2 separate regions of the Mus musculus genome follow, and region 1 is linked to region 2. Evidence: chromatin contacts called from public HiChIP or PLAC-seq data. All regions are on one chromosome and are shown on one strand. Each heading gives the region's core, a stretch centred on a gene start, on an enhancer-like site or on the middle of the called end of the contact. The rest is flanking DNA. Distances are from core to core; before and after follow the strand shown. Region 1 has its middle 5.4 kb from the start of Asph. Region 2 has its middle 44 kb from the start of Gm46842.

Region 1 (2,700 bases), core at 93-2,592, 720 kb before region 2:
CCTCAGGTCTTTCCAACCCAGCACTCTACACCTTGACAGTGAGTTCTGGGGGTGGCTGTAGGATCAAAGAGGCTTCCTGTTAGCTGAAAGAAAAATTACAGAACCTCTAACCTGCTTACCAGATCAACCAAGACAAGCCCTTTAGCTCCCAGTGCACTGACGACAGGGCAGAGGAAAGGGGTAAAAAACATGAGGGGCTTCAGTGGAGTGGGGAGCACTGTGCTCTGAGTCCCTTTTCCTTGTGTTCCCTGTATGTGCCAGAATGCAAATACAGGCTATATGCAGGACTAGTTAAGAAGGAGAAACCACTAGAAAGTAGCAGAGGAAAGAGGCATGAGTCATCCAGGCAGTTATCCTGGAGGTTTTGAGGCAAAGGTAATAGAAGCCTGAAGCATTGGCACTTGGTGATGACCGTGTGAATCACATGTCACCCGTGCTGTTGAGACTTCTAATACACATGTGCTCAAGGAAGCACAATCAGGAAACATTGTAGCTTATAGTCTCTACTCCTGAGAAGTGTTTATCATGAGACTTGACCTCACACTGAAGATACAGTCCAGCATCTTTTAGTTTCCCACTGGACAGCTCTCCTGGGAATGAAACATGAACTGTCAGTATACAATAACTTATGTGACATTTACCAAGCTCCCAATACGAACACATATCCCCAACCAACTCTAAATAATAGAGTTCAATGTTGGACTAATTTTCTAATTTGAAAGAGTTAACAGGAAAGAACAATAACAGAACAACTACCAGGCAAACACTTAGCCCAGATAAGCCTTTTACTCCCTAGTCTGTGTTAAGTTTATGCCAGTCATAGATTATCTTCTTTGCTCTGCGCTGGTCTGATTGGGAACAGCAGCACTGCTGTGAGGCACTCACTCTGACTGCAAAGAGTTGGCAGTGTATGTGTTTATAAAGAGTCAGATCTCCCATTTTCAGTAGGAATTCCTTGAATACAGCTTGTTCTCAGAGGCTCCTCTAGGTCTTGAGTGGTTGCTACACACTGGTTTCATTCTCTGCCCATGCTTGCCTTTTAATTTCTCATTACAGCTTATTTGTGGCTGCCCACAGTTCAGGAATGGATCAGTGAGTTATGTCAGCAGTGCTTATGCAAGCTCTCAACTTGAGAGCTGTTTTGCAAAGACATTTTCTGTCGAATGATATTTTATTCTATGAGGTCAATGTCAAATGTCAGCTCTCATGTCAGCTTCACTGTGTTTCGTGGTCAATGCTTTTAACCTTTACATAGATGGCTCAGCATGGATAGAGAGTTCAGCTTGGGAGATACTGCACAGCTTGAACTAACAAGGGAAAGGAAGTGTGGCCCTGGGCCCTGGGCCCTGGGCCCTGGGCCCTGGGGAAAGCTATCCTCAGCCAGAAAGAAGGTAAATACAAAGGGCACAGCATAGAGCCATTGCTGCCAGCTGTGCTGTGTTCTGGACAATGCCTTAACCACAGCTCAGTAAACACGGCAACCGGCCTCCCTCGTGGGCTGTGGTTAGACTCTAGCATGTCTTCATTACTGTTTGTAACCTAGATTGCCTTTAGTTAGGCCTAAGGGCCATCTTAAGCTATTTTTCATTTCAATTTTCTCAAACTTTTGGAAGAAAATGGTGTTTAAAAAATCTCTTTGGATGCACCTATACAAAGACTCTTATACAACTGCTTTTACATGCATATGTTTCTGTAACTGCGTTTCTCATTTTTTTGGTTTGTTTGTTTTATAGCTAGAAAAATTAAGTGCAATGCGACTACTTAGAGAAACAGAGGGGGAAATACCCATCACCTTCTATTATTTGTGAGGCAGCTGCTCAGAGACTATTTCTACTGAAGTTTCACAGATTAATGTGCTCTTGGCCCCAGCAGAGGCAGCTTTGGGGATCATCTAGGCTATAACTATCTCTAACTCCAGAAAATCTGCTGAGAGAAAAATGAAAAGCACTAGAACAATTCCATGAAGAACAAAAATATTCAGAAATACTACCTCATATTTACAATATAAAATTTATAATGATGTACTCCCTAAAGTGAAAATAAGTGGTGTTTCATGTATATTAATAGATATCTTTAGAGTAATGAAATCTTTTTATCTTGTGGGGGACTGCTGATGTTCCCTGTTAGTTTCACACTGCCAGGACCTTTGGCACTGTTCCCTAGAATTTTGTTTTGGTACAGGCTCAACAGTTTGTCATGTGCTCATGAACTTTCAGAATAGATTTAAGTTAGCATAATGTTGTTGCAAAACAAAAAGGCTGAGGTGAGCTAATATGAATTCCATGTAACTTATGAAGGATTCAGGTCGACTGCAATAACAGTCTTAATTGTAAGGGAAATTCAGCTTCTTTATACAGTTAGACTTTGTGAAAGTGGAAGATCACTGATGCTAGTTTCAGGATACTCCCTTCTGCATATGAGGCCTGTCTCAGAGGATGGTGTTTTCATGAACATACATACTACACATACACACGCACATGCACACACAGGGAGAGAGAGAGACGGAGAGAGAGAGAGAGAGGGAGAGAGAGAGAGAGAAAGAGAGAGAGAGAGAGAGAGAGAGAGAGAGAGAGAGAGAGAGAGAGAAGGGGAGAAGAGGGGACTTACTAGATCTACAGGAACTGTATATTTTGAGTAAAATGATCTTACAAATCAAATTCTTGAGTTTCTCCACATTATTCTCTACATCTCAGTTACTTT
Region 2 (2,700 bases), core at 56-2,555:
GGGATGAGTGGCTGCGAATGTGACTTACAGTGGATACCTGCTCAGTATTCTTGAAGCCATGGTTTCAACCACAAGCACAGAAAAGGGGGCCTGGGGGAACGACATCACATTGTATGCTACAGATAGACACAGCATTTAATGGCTAGTTATGCCTCGATAAAGTTCAATTACTTTATGTGTTTGTTCGATTTTCTCCACCACACTAGGAATGGAAGCCAAGACCTTGAGCGAGCTAGCCAAATGCTCTGCTTCTGAGCCAAGTCCCCAACCCTAGAAAATAAAAATAACTGACATTTCAGTAGAAACTAGGGAAAGAATAAAGAGCTCTGGGTAACTCAAAGAGTTAAGCCATTATATGCACAAATAACAGAGGTCCTGTACAGAGGGGGGCGGGGGGAGAGAACAAGAGCTCCTTGGAAGGAGTCGACTGTAGGTCACACTGTCCTTTCCATTGTCAAGAGCTTGAAAGAGGCTAATAAACCCAGCAGCCTATAGCAAAGGTAATTTATTTTATATTCCCAGTCATCACATGCAATATTTTTGGAAGGGGAAAGCAAATATAATTCAAAAGGAATGATAAACAGTAAAACAATACCTAGTCATGTTTCTACCTTCCAGTTATGAGATCACATGCCTTTCACCTCCCTGCAAGGTGTTTTCTCCATCCTCTTTCTGGTGTCATCATCTTGGGGGTGACTAGCTAAGGACATGGGGTCAGCTTCACTAGCCTGTAGTCAGAGGCCCTTCTGAGGGATGAGAAGTGATGCACACCACCTGAGACAAGCAACTTGCAGGTGTGAGTGTCCACACAGGCACCTCTCAGCTCCACCCCACAGAGAACACACCCCTTGGCTGGGGGCTGCTCCAGGCTCAGGGACTGATTACAATGTACAGCCGAGTCCCTGAGCCCGTGAGTAGCCCGCCCAGCTTCTCCTGGGCTCCAGTGAGAGTCTAGCTGGCTACATTCCTGAGTCACACTTGCTCCATTTTAGGTGGGTGAGGTCACTGGTCTGCAGATGAGGGAACGGTGCAGCTCGTTCATGAGTTGGAAGAGATTACCATATGACCATTCAGTAAACAGACTGGAGTCCCCGGAGGGTTGCAGACAGCTGGGCTCTGCCTCTGGCTGTGAGCAGTGGGAGCCCTGGGACTCCAGAAGCCTGTCCATGCTTTAAGAGGAGCCAAATCTCTGCCTGAGCTCACGTCACACCAAGTCCCGAGTCAGCCAGCTCAGCAGGAAGGAGCTCCTCACAGGAGGAGGACTCGCTGCTCTGTGCAGGTTTGCAATGGACTCTGGGTAAACAAATACCAGCACTTAAAAGAAGGGCGCTCTAAGCCAACACAGCACCAGGCAGGCTGGCCTCATAGTTCTGTGCTGATAGCAGTGGGGCTGCTGGTCAGAAATGCAGCTTAGCCTTCTGCTATTCTTTAAGGTAGAACTGTGACAGGGAAACAAATCCATTTAACAATCAGCAGAAGGGGACCCTAATCAAATGTCTGTGAAACTACAGAATGCCCTCCGAGAGTGGGATCCATCCTGCTTCGGCCTGCCAGGGTCCCACCACCTTCATGATCAATTGGAACATCCTTTCCATGGTCAAGTCAGATTAGCTCCATTCTGCTTCTGCCTCAGGCTTCATCTTCCCTCCCTTCCTTTCTTCCTGAGAACTCTCATTTTTAAGCTATGAGGTAGGACTGTCATGGGACACACTGAGCTGCCTCTACACTGGCGGCATGATCACACAGTAGGTGACAACCAGCAAGGATTACAGAGGAAGTTAGTGTGTATCATGAATGGGAAGAAGCGAGGTACAAAGGCAGACAGCACAAGAAGGACACCCTTAGAATCTCCAGAAACGAAGAATAGAGGGTGAGAGTCATGGTGCTGGAGGCTCTGTGCAGGAGGCTGTCTCCAACAGCCTGTGAGGTAACTTCACAGTGAACCATTTTCACAGGTCAGCACAGAACCTCTTAGAAGTTAAATCGCTTGCCCAAAGATATGGTAAGAATCAAGACGACTGGAACCACACAAGGACCCCCAGCCTAGACGCTGTGTATCCCAGTCACAGTTAAACAGATGCCAAGGCACACAGCGCCTCGGGGCCACTGGGAGTTCTGCATCCTGCCAGCCACTGAAGTGGCTGTGGAGACAGAGACAGGGTAGGAAGAGTAGAAGGCGGGAAGGAACAACATACGCTACCACGATCTGCTGTAGGACTGGCATGACTTAGGTGACCAGGGAATGTGGAAATGACTGGCATACAAAAAAGGCTGGGGTTGTATGGGCCACGTGCTCCGATGGAGGAGCGCCAGCAGCAGCCTGGAAACACAAGTTTATTACACAGAGCTGAGGTCACGGAAATCCTGGAGGAGACTAGCTAGCAGCTCTCTGTAGGAGAGCAGTCTCAGGTTGCAGTCATCCCTGAGGAGGGAGCTCTGGGTGACAGTTTATGCACACAGTGTCAACTCCACACAAGAGGAAGGCCTTGCCATCCCTCTGAGAATGACCCAGGGAAGGCCTTGCCTGAGGCACTGAGAAATTGGCCATGGCTCTGCTCATGGCAATAATACACACTTACTTTGGACTTCATCTGCACCCCACAATGCATAATGGTACGTGAGTATGGATGAGTATCTATGTGTGAGACTTTGCAAATCTCGCTAAAGAATCTGAGCTTGCTTCAGGTCATGGGCAGTCAT

What was found. HiChIP or PLAC-seq counts read pairs in DNA pulled down with a chosen protein or histone mark.
Region 1: an HNF4G HiChIP or PLAC-seq map of pancreatic cancer cells shows a contact between it and region 2. The contact joins two enhancer-like sites. A contact is called at or near these places in 1 of 484 Hi-C or Micro-C datasets (cardiomyocytes) and 1 of 115 datasets of contacts at active chromatin or transcription factors (pancreatic cancer cells).

Annotation. Positions count from the first base shown.
Region 1 is chr4:9,673,168-9,675,867 of GRCm38.p6, reverse strand. No RefSeq gene overlaps it. Among named protein-coding and RNA genes, the nearest start is that of Asph, 5.4 kb to the right of the region's middle. Within about 2 kb of position 1,342, at least 97 of the 459 cell types and tissues checked have an H3K27ac peak or open chromatin away from gene starts, as enhancers often do. A contact at or near this core is called in pancreatic cancer cells, where this site is marked.
Region 2 is chr4:8,953,031-8,955,730 of GRCm38.p6, reverse strand. No RefSeq gene overlaps it. Among named protein-coding and RNA genes, the nearest start is that of Gm46842, 44 kb to the right of the region's middle. Within about 2 kb of position 1,305, at least 153 of the 459 cell types and tissues checked have an H3K27ac peak or open chromatin away from gene starts, as enhancers often do. A contact at or near this core is called in pancreatic cancer cells, where this site is marked.